2 separate regions of the Mus musculus genome follow, and region 1 is linked to region 2. Evidence: chromatin contacts called from public Hi-C data. All regions are on one chromosome and are shown on one strand. The core of a region is the stretch at or near the end of the contact, and the rest is flanking DNA. Distances in the headings are between cores, read along the strand shown. Region 1 has its middle 50 kb from the start of Otud4. Region 2 has its middle 97 kb from the start of Otud4.

Region 1 (5,910 bases), core at 1,249-3,748, 46 kb after region 2:
TGATATTTTCTGTATATCCATGCATATGAATTTATGCAAAGTGGTTTGATGAATTAGATATATAATAAGATGTGTGTGTTATGCTTAGTCTAAATTATTTCACTTTTGACTCTAACTAGGACAGTATGGCTGTTTTTTAGGATTTTAACAGCACATGAAATTCAAGATAGTAAATTAAGTAGAGGTTTGGGTTCTAGGATCCTTTTCATGGAACACAAGTCTCCTAAGAATTTATAGATCTAGCTGGGCAGTGGTGGAGCATGCTTTTAATCCCAGTACATGGGAACCAGAGGCAGGCAGATTTCTGAGTTCGAGGCCAGCCTGGTCTACAGAGTAAGTTCCAGGACAGCCAGGGCTACAAAGAGAAACCCTGTCTCCAAAAAAACCAAAACAACAACAAAAAAATTCACAGATCTACATATGTTAAGATTCTATACTAGAAGACGATAATTTTTTCAGATTTTCAAGTCATCATCTTCTCTCTCCCTCCCCTTCCTACAATGCATTACTTGACAACAGAGATATGTTCTGAGAATCATGTAATTCTGCAAACATCATAAAGTATACCTACTTACACAAGCTAAGATGGCTCTGGGGCCACTGCGGGAGAGCTGTGTGTCACTGACCCAAAGAGGCAAATGACACAGAACCTCGCCACCCCCCCCACGTGTGTGTGTGTGTGTGTGTGTTTGTGTGTGTGTGTGTGTGTGTGGTGTGTGTGTGTGTGTGTGTGTGTGTGGTGTGTTTGTGTGTGTGTATGTGTGTGTGTATGTGGTGTGTGTGTGTGTGTGTGTGTGTGGTGTGTGTGTGTGTGTGTGTGTGTGTGTGTGTGTGTAAAATTATGAATTTGCTTGCATTGTTGAACATATTACCTATGGTGACAGGAAGCCAGCAAACAACGCTAAACTGGTCCTTTACATCCCATAATCCCTCTCTTGCTTGATAAAGGCTTATTTGGAAAACACTAATGACTTTAACCAAAAATGGATTTATGTTAATTCAAAGGTAGCTGCTTGAAGTCTTTCTGCATGTGCTGATTGCTGCCCTACTAGGTAAAGGAAAAAAAACAAAAACAAACAAACAAACAAAAAAACCCTTGTAGCAATATGCCTGGAAGCAGTTAGACTGATCTGAACTTTGGAGGAAAAAAAAAAAAAAAAAACCTAAAAACTAAACACTTGGGTGCAGTACCCTCACCCACTGGCAGAGGGCTACCACTTCTGGTGTTTCATGGCTCTTCACAAGGAAAGAGCTGACTTCTCTGCAGAACCAGGTTCCCGTTCCCCTGCTATCTGTGCAAGGATAGCATAAAATGGGGACTTCTGTTTTAGGGAGCCATTTGGAAGTTCTAGGGCCCTCTGTGGTTTTGAAATTGTGAAACAAAGAAAGAAAGAAAGACAAATAAATTGTATTTGTCAAAATTTTTCAAGGCAAAGAAGCAACAGAGCTGGGCACTGCTGGAGAACTAGCAAGACTTGGAAGCATATCTTGGACTTACTCTTTGATAAAGACTAATGGTCCTCGAAGTTCCGAAATCCATTCCACTTGGTATGGTCTGTGTTTGTTATCACAGCACAGTCAACATGCTCACCAGCAGCAGCTCTACCCACCTCTCTCCTCTTCAAGCACTGTTTTTGCTGATGGTGTTGGTTTTGAGACAGTTTCATGGCTGACCTTGAAATGACTACATAGCCGAAGGTTAACTTAAACTTCTGATGATCATATCTCTACCTCCCAGGTGCTGGAATTACAGGCCTGTGCTGCCACTTTGTATTTATGAAGATTCTGGAACCTAGCGCTTCCAGCAAGCTGGGCACACATTGCCAACTGACCTACATTTCCAGACCAAAGCCTATTTAGTCTTAAGATTTCAGGTTAAATAAATGGGCTTTTAGAACGCTAGCCCTTTACCACTGAATCTCTGAGAATAGTGAATCTTGCCTCTGCCGCAGTTTTATTTATGTGTTTTTGGTTAGCATTTGAATTCTCCGTTAGACTGTGGGATCACTTCTACCTGCCGATCGATCTGTGTGTCTGTCTGTCTGTCTGTCTTTCTGCTGTATGTATGGTACTGTGCCTGTAGACACCAGAAGATGGTATTGTATCCTCTGGAGCTAGAGTTACAGATGGTTATAAGCCTCTGGGTGTGTGGATGGAACCTGACGCAGATCTCCTGTTAGCTGCTAAGGCATCTCTCGAGAACCAGCCAACCTGTGACTTTCTAGTAAGGAGTAAGTTTGAGTTGATGTCTGGGAGAATAAGATTGTATGAGGAGTCCCTCTCAGTGTGTCCCTCTGGACTGACTATCCTTCTAGCTTCTTTCAACCTGTGGAGACTGAGCTACATAGAATACATAGAGGGCTGCTGCCTATGGATTCCAGCTGGTTCCAGAAATCCACTGGCAGGAGCAAAGCCCGGCCTGCCTTCTGCAGCGCCATAGTACAGCAGCCGTGTGTGTCCCCACCTGCTTTCCTCAGCTTCAGCCCTGGGCAACCCCCAGGTCCCGGTGATTAATCATCCCCAGTAGGACCTTTAGCCCTGGCACTGGCACTGGCTTCACACCATGCCACCAGCTTTTATTTCCTTGCCTTCGACCACATCTTGGTAAACAGTCTCTTACTTCTAATACTTTCAGTGACTGAGTGTATTTCAGTCAGTACCCTGACTAATGTAGACATACTCTCTTTATCGTCTGTCTTAAAATAAAGTGACTTAAAGCTAAGGTTTTCATTGTTCTGGGCCACAGCCCAGTCGCATGGCTTTGTGTAACTCAGATATCACAAAGCATGCTTGGATTACTCCATTCTCTCCCGTTATCAACTTGAAGATCTCCACAAAGCACCAATTCAGAATGCATCAGGCACACACAAAACCCTGGGTTCAATTCTATTACTACATAAACCAGGTGTTCTGATACGTCCAGTGATTCCAGCAACTTGGAGGTGGAGACAGGAGGATCAGACCACCCCAGCCCAGTGCCACAGGGCCCAAGTGGGCAGATCACACTCAAAAGGCCTGCCTAGCTTTACATGGTCTCTGAGTGGGCAGAGCAAGCATGCAATGATCCCTAACCTGGTGCCACACAGATCTGGGAGACAACCCCAGACACCCAAAGACCCTGGTGCCATTAAAATGAACAAGCAAGTGGAAGAAAGATGGAAGAGAAGGAGAAGCAGGAGGATGTGAGCACAATGAAGAGGACTTGGAGGCTCGAGGGTAGTGAGGAACAGCCCTATGTGAGTAGCCTGTGATGCCACCTAAGGCCATGGTGAGGTTCTGGTGTGCTGCCACCTAAGGGCCATGTCTATGCCTGTGGCCCTGTAGTAGTGGGGATCTATTACTACCAAAGGCCAGGCAGATGTCCCTGTCTGCACTGCCACCTGAGGACATGTTAATGTCTGAGGGCTATGTAGAACTTGCTCTACCCTTCACCTAAGCATCATGGGAGAGCTGGCCCCAATGTTCATCAACTGCAGCACTCAAAAGAGGGGCCCTGAACCTTGCCCAGGAAATATAGTAGACTGGCCCTGGTTGTAGGGGTCGTGGGTAAGGCTCCTGCCCAGGGTTAGTGCAGGAGAGCTGGCCCAGCCCCTCACCAGCTACAGCATGCATCAGTGGGAAGAATGTCCCAAACCTCCACTGGGTGACACAATGGAGCTGGCTCTGGTGGCATGGGTGTTGATGAACCAGCCCCAAGGCATAGAGAGCTAGCCATGCATGCCTCTTGTCGCTGCAGCATGGGTGAGCTAGCCAGGGCAGTGCTGGAGAGCTCGCCCTGGTGCTGTGGGTGTGAGAGAACCAGTGTGCTGACTAACCCAGGCACCACCCAGGCCCACCTCAACATCTACCTCATCTATGAACTACTAAAGCATGTGAAAGGGCCAGTCCTGCAGATCCAAAGCTGCAGGATCTCCATGACACAGGACAACAAAAGGATAACTGAGAGGAGTCCAGTGAGGATCCAGTATTGATGGAGTAACAGAAGCCAGAGGCCTCGCACCAGACCAATGACTCATGGCAAGGAACATTTGCAAGTGAAGATGTGTGGACAGAGGGATACACTGTGGGATACACTGTGTCATACTACAGCTTCCATGATGAGATGTTTTTATGCTTTGTTTTGTCTATTTTTCATTTTTGTCTTTTATTTTCTTTCAGGGGAAGTGGAAATGGCAGAGGGTGGATACAAAGGGATGGGGAGATGAGTGGAATTGGGTAAATGATGTGAAAGTCACAAAGAATTAATTACAAGTTAAATTAGAGAAAAAATAACTTGAAGATGACTGGGGAGCTCGAGGCACACCTAGGCCACATGGAACACACCCTCCCTCCCCCCAAACAAAAGCATCATGACTGGTGATGATTTTTAAAATGTTTACCTGGGCATTCTAAAAAAAAAAAAAACCACACACACACAAAAACAAAAGACCCAGTTCTATTACCCAAATGACCCATTTTAAATCTGTCCTAATGATCTTGTGCTGCTATAACAAAGCACCACACAGTCTGGATGGCTGAGGAATGGTAGAAATTTATCCTTCACGGTTTTGGAGAGTGCATGGAATTCCAACATCAGAAATGTGGCAAATTCATTCAGAGACCAGGGAGGCCACATCCTGTCTCACACTGAAGCCTTAAACACAGCACCTTCCCTAATGAAAGGCCAAAGGGTAGGGATTCTGTGGCCTTTTATACAGTCTCTGATCCTATTCATGACCTAACCTCCTACTCAAATGCCCAGATGGAAATGACACTGAATTGGGAGTTATGTGTCAACAGAAATTTTGGAGGACATGCACACAGTAGGAGCTTTCCAAAGCTCCTTCTTCCCAAGGAAGACTTCTCACCTCTGAGCTCTCTGAAGACATATACTCACCCACTCTTACATACATACACACACTCACACAACACATACACACTCATATGCTCACATTCACACTCTCACACTCACATACATTCACACACACACACTCATACACTCACTCTCACGTAGATTCACATAGGTTCACACACTCTCACATAGATTCTCATAGACTCATACACACTCTTACACACACACTCACATGCTCTCATACACACTCATACACTCTCACATACATTCACACACACTCATACACACATATACATACATACAGAAGCACACACTCACACACACACTACATTCACATACACAAATATGCTCACATATACTCACATACATATACACACACTCATGCTCTCACACATACTTATACACACTCACACAAGACAAAGACCTCTAACTACTCCTCCTTTCATTAGCTGCCTGCCCCCTGCATGATGCTAGTGAACACTAAGAGGAGTCAGCAATCAATTACTACTAATAATCCCAGGAATGATCATTCCAGAAATATTTTCTGTATCCTTTTCACCAAATCAGTAAAGACTATTTTGAAAGTAGGCTTGCAAAAGAAAGACAACTCTTTCTTCTCATAAGAGTGAGGTAACACAATCACAAAGGAACTCACACAATATGTACTCACTGATAAGTGGATATTAGCCCAAAACTTAGGATACCCAAGATATAAGATACAATTTGCTAAACGCATGAAACTCAAGAAAAATTAAGACCAAAGTGTAGACACTGTGCCCCTTCTTAGAATTGGGAACAAAACACCCATGGAAGGAGTTACAGAGACAAAGTTTGGAGCTGTGACAAGAGGATGGACCATCTAGAGACTGCCATATCCAGGGATCCACCCCATAATCAGCTTCCAAACGCTGACACCATTGCATACACTAGCAAGATTTTGCTGAAAGGACCCAGATATAGCTGTCTCTTGTGAGACTATGCCGGGGCCTAGCAAACACAGAAGTGGATGCTCACAGTCAGCTATTGGATGGATCACAGGGCTCCCAATGGAGGAGCTAGAGAAAGTACCCAAGGAGCTA
Region 2 (6,391 bases), core at 2,340-4,839:
AGATGAGGCTGTTTGGCAGGTAAGGTCAGTAGACTGCCTGTGGGAGGATGGTGTGATTGACAGGTAGGGTCATGAAACTGTGTGGGAGGATGATGTGATTGGCAGATAAGGTCAGGAGACTGTGTGAGGGATGATATGATTGACAAGTAAGGTCAGGAGACTGTGGGAGGATGGTGTGATTGACAGGTAAGGTCATGAGACTGTGGGAGGATGGTGTGATTGACAGGTAAGGTCAGGAAACTGTGTGGGAGGATGGTATGATTGACAGGTAAGGTCAGGAGACTGTGTGAGAGATGATATGATTGACAGGTAAGGTCAGGAGACTGTGAGAGGATGGTGTGATTGACAGGTAAGATCAGGAGACTGTGTTGAAAATGTGAGTGATTGGCAGGTAAGGTCAGGCAACTATGTGGGAGGATGAGGGTGATGGACAGGTAAGGTTAGGAGACTACATGTGGGAGGGGGATGGGGATTGACAGGTAAGGTCAGGAGGCTATATGTGGGAAGATGAGGGTGATTGACAGGTCAAGGACAAAAGGCTGTAAGGACAGATCAAAAAGGAATTGGCAGAGGTTCTGAGGCTCTCAGCATTTCCTAAGGAGTTGTTACAAGGGTCTGAGCAGGAGAAAAATAACACATGGCTTGAGTTTTAATGAGACTCTCTCTGGTTCTGGGTGGGACAACATAGGAAACAGGGGAAAACACCAGGAAGCCATAGCCAAAGTCCAGATGAGAGATGTTGACCCAAAGTTAGCCCAAGCAAGGTCAAAGAGCAGTGTGAGGGTAGAGAGAAGCATTTGGACTCTGGATAATTTTTGAAATGAAGGCTAGTTAGATTGGGTTTGTTGTGAATTAATATAACGCATAAAGGAAAGGAAGCAAAGAAGGAAAAAATGGAAACTCCAATTCTTCATCTCTATCAGATAGTGAGTTTCCCTCACGGTCATTGATACTAATTAATTTTGTTTATCTGGACAAGGTAAAAAGTATTTAGTTAAATTGAGAAATGAAAGGAGTTGATAAATTTAAACTTTTTTTAAAAAATCTTCTGTAGTCATCTAATATGAGAAAAAAGAAAAAGAAGAAGGAAGGAAAGACAGCACAGACAGGAAGGGTGAGCGGTTGAACAGTTAGCAGATGCTTTGTGTTGATGGATTAACACACAATCGTGTGACCTGAGCAAGCCAGCAATAAAAACTAAGTCATGACGCTACCCTACAGATGTAGACAATGGCTGGCTCACCTCACAAGAGACCGTTTCATAACATTAAGAAATTGTGGTTAGTTCAGGGGAAAGTGTGATATTGTTTACAAGGTCCTCATTTTTATAGATCTTTTAAATTAATTTTTTGGTTGACAATTTCATATATGTCATAATGAATTCTGATTACTCTCACACACCCTCTGTGCTGGCTAGTCTTGTGTCAACTTGACACACAAACTAAAGATATCTAAAGAAGAGAAACTTAATTGAAAAAAAAATGCCTTCCCAACAAGCCCAACAAGCAAGTTGAAAAGTTTGAAAGGCCCAACAAGCAGCTGAAAGAGTTGGATGTAGATATTTACACCCAATCAATGGTGACCCCTGTGGTTGAATTAGGGAAAAGTTGGAAGAAGCTGAGGAGGAGGGAGACCCTATAAGAAGACCAGCAGTCTCAACTAACCTGGATTCCCAGGATCTCTCAGACACTGAGCCACCAACCAGGCAGCATACACCAGCTGATATGAGGTCCCCAACACATATACAGCAGAGGACTGTTGGGTCTGGACTCAGTCAGAGAAGATACACCTAACCCTTGAGAGACTTGGGGCTCCAGGGAGTAGAGAGGTCTGGTGGGGTAGGTAGGGGTGTGGATGGAGACATCCTCTTGGAGATGGGGCACGGGGTGGGGGGGGGGGAGGTATGAGATGTGGAACAGTTGGAGGGTGGACCAGGAGGAGGATAAAGTCTGGACGGTTAAAAAAAATATTAAAGAATAAATTTTTTAAAATGCCTCTATAATATCCAGCTAGAAGGCATTTTTAAAATTAGTTACTAGTGGGGAGAGGCCAGCCTATTGTGGGTGGTGCCTTTCCTGGGCTAGTGGTCCTGTGTTCTATAAGAAAGGCTGAGCAAGCCAGTAAGCAGCACCCCTCTGTGGCTTCTGCATCAGCTCCTGTCTCCAGGTTTTTGACATTTTCAGTTCCTGTTCCAATGTCCTTTGGTGATAAATAGCAATGTGGAACTGTAAGCCAAATAAACTCTTTCCTCCCCAAATTGCTTTTTGTTCATGGTGTTTTGTCCCAGCAGTAGAAACCCTAAGACAACCTTTCTTATCTTTCATGTCCTCTCCCAGTCAATAGCAGTGTCTTTCCCAGACTTTCAGCTCTGTGACTCATTTAGTTTAACCATGGCCACTGGTATAACCATTGGATTGGAACCAGCCATTAGAGTCTGCTGGGGTCATCAGTGGGTTACAAATGCACACAATAACTTCCCTTCTCCCTGAATCTCTCAGTGGCAAAGAGTTCATTGGTGAGGAGTAGGGCCCCTGGTCCCCTCTTCTTCCAGGCCTGACTGCTGACTGGGCTATTGTTGTGCAGACCCATGCAGGTACCTGCCCCTTCTGAGAATTCAGGACTTCGGTTGTGTCTAGCTACGAGATCACATTTCACAGTCTTTCCTGTATTCCAGCTCTTCCATTCTTTCTGTCCCCCTCTTCCACAATGTTCCTTGCGCTTCAGAGCAGGCAATCTTTATTCTCAGCAACTTGTGCATCCATGAGTCTCTCCTGTTCTCTTATGACTTCTCCAACAATGAAGTTTCTTTAAAAACAAAAACCAAAACAACAAGCAAACAAACACCCCAGGTTTGCAGTACTCAGCATGGATTCTCTTCTTGGAGCAGGTCTCACATCAAATCAAAGAGCACTTAGTACACCCATAACAGTGGTACCACTAAGTGGACACATCTTGTCTTAGGGGTTGGTTGGTCATTTAGATTGTAGGAATCACTGCTGAGTAAGGTCAATGCCCTTTCTAACCTACAGGCCTATGTTGCACCCGCAGGACTACAGAAACCAACTGTCAAGGAGAAGCCATGGTTTCAAGGACTTGCTTTTTCATAGTCCAGTGGTAAAATGAAAGACGATAAATTGGGTTATTAGTGTTAACCTGCTTTCTAGTTGTATGGATTCAAGAAGTTGCACATGATGAAGGAAGAATAAACACAGAATGAAAGTATATTCCATTGTACCCCACATATTTAGCATCCATGAGGCCAGGGATTCAATCCCTAGAACAAATAACTACACATATCATAAGACGTTAAAGATTGATAACGTTAGTTGCCCCCAAAGAAGGGCCTGTATACGGCATAATGAGATTCTCATCTGTCTCCACCTTTGTGTCTTGCTAATGCCAACATACCAAAAATATATTGTCTACTAATAAATGCAATGAAAACTGCAGGCCTGCCCTGGCAGATGTGTAGGGGAGAAGCAGGCATGGAAAATGAGTCTCGGGACAAGCTGCTAATTACCCACTCCTCAGCCTCTTCATTCTGGTTTCTGGCTAGTTGTCCCATAACACGTCATTCTGAGGCAATACTTAATTCAGCAGCATGTGAGCCCAGGCAAGAATGACTCAGAGAGCCATTCCCCTGGGCAGTTGAACAGGTATCACTGAGGAGCAAAGTTTTCCATGCAAGTTTCAACAGATTGGCTCAAAAACAATGACTGCATTGCAAGAAACCATAAACCACAACCAATGTCTGAGGATAGTGGCTCATTTCCTGGCTGAATTCATGGCTTTCCAACCTGGTCCTCTTGGTGACTGTGTTAGATTTTATTATATGACTGCTATAATATGTGATGAGAGTCGGTTTTATTGGTGAAATGAACACATGTAGTTTTATACGAATGACAGATTTACATAGAACTAAAGCTTCTCTCCATAGACTTTGCAATTGCAGTTTTTGTACCTGGCCTGGAATGGAATCTACCTGTGCTGCATGTGTGTGTGTAAGTGTGCACATAGCACACGTGGAGGTCAGAGGACATCTTGCAGGAGTGACTTCTCTTCCTCCATGTGGGTCTTGGGGATTAAGCTCAGGTCCCCAGGCTTGGTGTCAGACACCTTTGCCACTCCATCTCCTTGGCCCCTACAATTTTTATATACCTAAATCATAAAATCACATAGACTTTCCAGAGCTGGAGCGATGGCTCGGGGGTAGAAGCTATTGCTGAACAAGCCTGACTACCTGAGTTCTATCCCCAGAGCCTTTGAAAATGAAAGGAGAGAATCGACTCCTGAAAGTTGTCCTTTGCTTTGCACATGCTCACCATGGCACACATGCACACCGCATTCACACACACGCCATATAGATATATACATGCAATATTAATAATTCTTTTAAAATGAGTCTATTACTTTGTACAGTAATATGTTCCAGAGAGCTAGCATGCCTCTTCTGCCTTGTGAAAGCAAAACTAGAAGGTTTCATCTACCAACCAGAAGATAAGCTCATCCTATTGGAGGACAAACATGCCAAGGTCTCGGTCATGAACTTCTCAGCTTGCACACCTGTGAGAAATACATCGCATCACCTGTAAGTTACCCAGTCTCTGGTAGTTTGCTATACAAACCTAAAAAGAATGAAACACAATTCAATATCTATGTTCCATCATCTTTACTAAAAGACCCCCAATGTAATGTGTGACAACAACATGTTTCATTAAAATAATGTGTTAAAAAAATAATAAAATAAAATAATGTGTTCTGACATCGCTGCTAATGAGCTCAAATACAAACAGAAGTTACTAGAAAATGAAACTCTCATAAAGCTTATTTAAAAGAAGCCAGAAAGAGAGTAGGATGATGAGCTACAGAGAAATAGAGAGAAAGAAAGGGGATGAGAGAAAAGGGGAGGGGGGAGAGAGGGGGGGAAGAGAAAATAATCACAAAAGATGTTTTTCATAAAGAACTATTGCCTAAAATATTTAAGGAACTCTTAAAATTCAACAGTAAGAAAATAGACAACCTGCTCTAAAACTGGGGAAAGCAGGCAGAGCACATTAACAGATGCCTCACGGAGCAAGACACATGAGCAGCAGACAAGCACATGAAATGGTGCCCCGTGCCTACATGCTCAGCACAGTATAAAACAACAGGAAACTTACCGCCAAAAACTTTACCACTGCCAAATCCACAGAGACACGGAACAGGGAGTCTCAACCATTGCTGGCACTAACACAAAACACAAACACGCTGTGAAAGGCAGCTAGACATTCCTTACAAAATTAAAGACATTCTCACTAAGATCATCTACCATGATGCCCCTTGCTATTTGCCCAAATTATTTGAAAACTTAATGTCCACTCAAACTCTGAACACAGGTGTTTCTCAAAGTATTTTTTTCACAATTGCTCAAACATGGAAGCAATCATAAAATCCAACTAATTTACATCAATACATATATACCTTCACCCCTTCAAAGCACATCGTTATGTAAAGACAGTGTGACATATGGTTCCAACTTCTGACATATTGGAAAAGAAAAAAAAACTATGGAGAGAATGAAGACATCAGTGGTTGTGAGGAGCAGAGGCAGGAGAGATGGCTGTGAAGTACACATACTGGAGACTAGGAGACTGACTGTATAATAAATATTACAGTGGCAGACACATCAATGCACACTCAGCAAAACCTATGTGAGGTGCAACAGTGAGTGTGAACTCAAGTGTAAACTCTGGGTTGTAGGTGATGGCGGTGTGCAGTGAAACCTCCATCACGTGCTATGGGGTGTGTATTTGATCATATACTATCTGCTATAGGATGTTAGTAGTGGGAGAGATGGGGCTGGGTGTATAAGGATAGGAAGTGTATGGAAAATTATTACTTTCTGTTTAATTTTGTAGTGAACTTAAAACTACTCTGAAGCTGTGCATGGTGGCAGACACCTTTAATCCCAGCACTCAGGAGGAAGAGGCAGGCAGATCTCTAAATTCAAGGCCAGCATTCTACAGAATGAGTTCCAGGACAGCCAGGGCTACATAGAGAAACTCTGTCTTGGGGATGGAGGGAGAAAGAAAAGAAAAGCAATGTGGATCAGTAAGATGGCTCATTGGATAAAGGCATTTACTGCCAAGCTTGAGGACTGTAGTTCAACCCCTAGGAACCACACAGGAGAAAGAGAGAACCAACTCCAAGTTGTCCTCTGGCCTCAGCATCCCATGGCACATGTGAGCGCATGCATGTGCACTCACACACACACACACACACACACACACACACACACACACACACACACACACACACAGTGTAATTTAAATAAGTAAATAAAGTAAGATCTGTTAAAGAAAGAAAATGCAGTGTAATATTAAGTTGAGATGTTTTCTATTCTCTTTAAACC

What was found. Hi-C and Micro-C count contacts between places; a contact is called where the count stands out from the background.
Region 1: a Hi-C map of pancreatic cancer cells shows a contact between it and region 2, with 1.8 times the contacts expected there. The contact joins two enhancer-like sites. A contact is called at or near these places in 1 of 15 datasets of contacts at CTCF or cohesin (embryonic stem cells), 20 of 484 Hi-C or Micro-C datasets (the 3T3-L1 cell line, the AtT-20 cell line, the C2C12 cell line and 11 more) and 1 of 115 datasets of contacts at active chromatin or transcription factors (embryonic stem cells).

What each region holds. Positions count from the first base shown.
Region 1 is chr8:79,586,248-79,592,157 of GRCm38.p6, forward strand. No RefSeq gene overlaps it. Among named protein-coding and RNA genes, the nearest start is that of Otud4, 50 kb to the right of the region's middle. Within about 2 kb of position 2,499, at least 11 of the 459 cell types and tissues checked have an H3K27ac peak or open chromatin away from gene starts, as enhancers often do. A contact at or near this core is called in pancreatic cancer cells, where this site is marked.
Region 2 is chr8:79,539,057-79,545,447 of GRCm38.p6, forward strand. No RefSeq gene overlaps it. Among named protein-coding and RNA genes, the nearest start is that of Otud4, 97 kb to the right of the region's middle. Within about 2 kb of position 3,590, at least 30 of the 459 cell types and tissues checked have an H3K27ac peak or open chromatin away from gene starts, as enhancers often do. A contact at or near this core is called in pancreatic cancer cells, where this site is marked.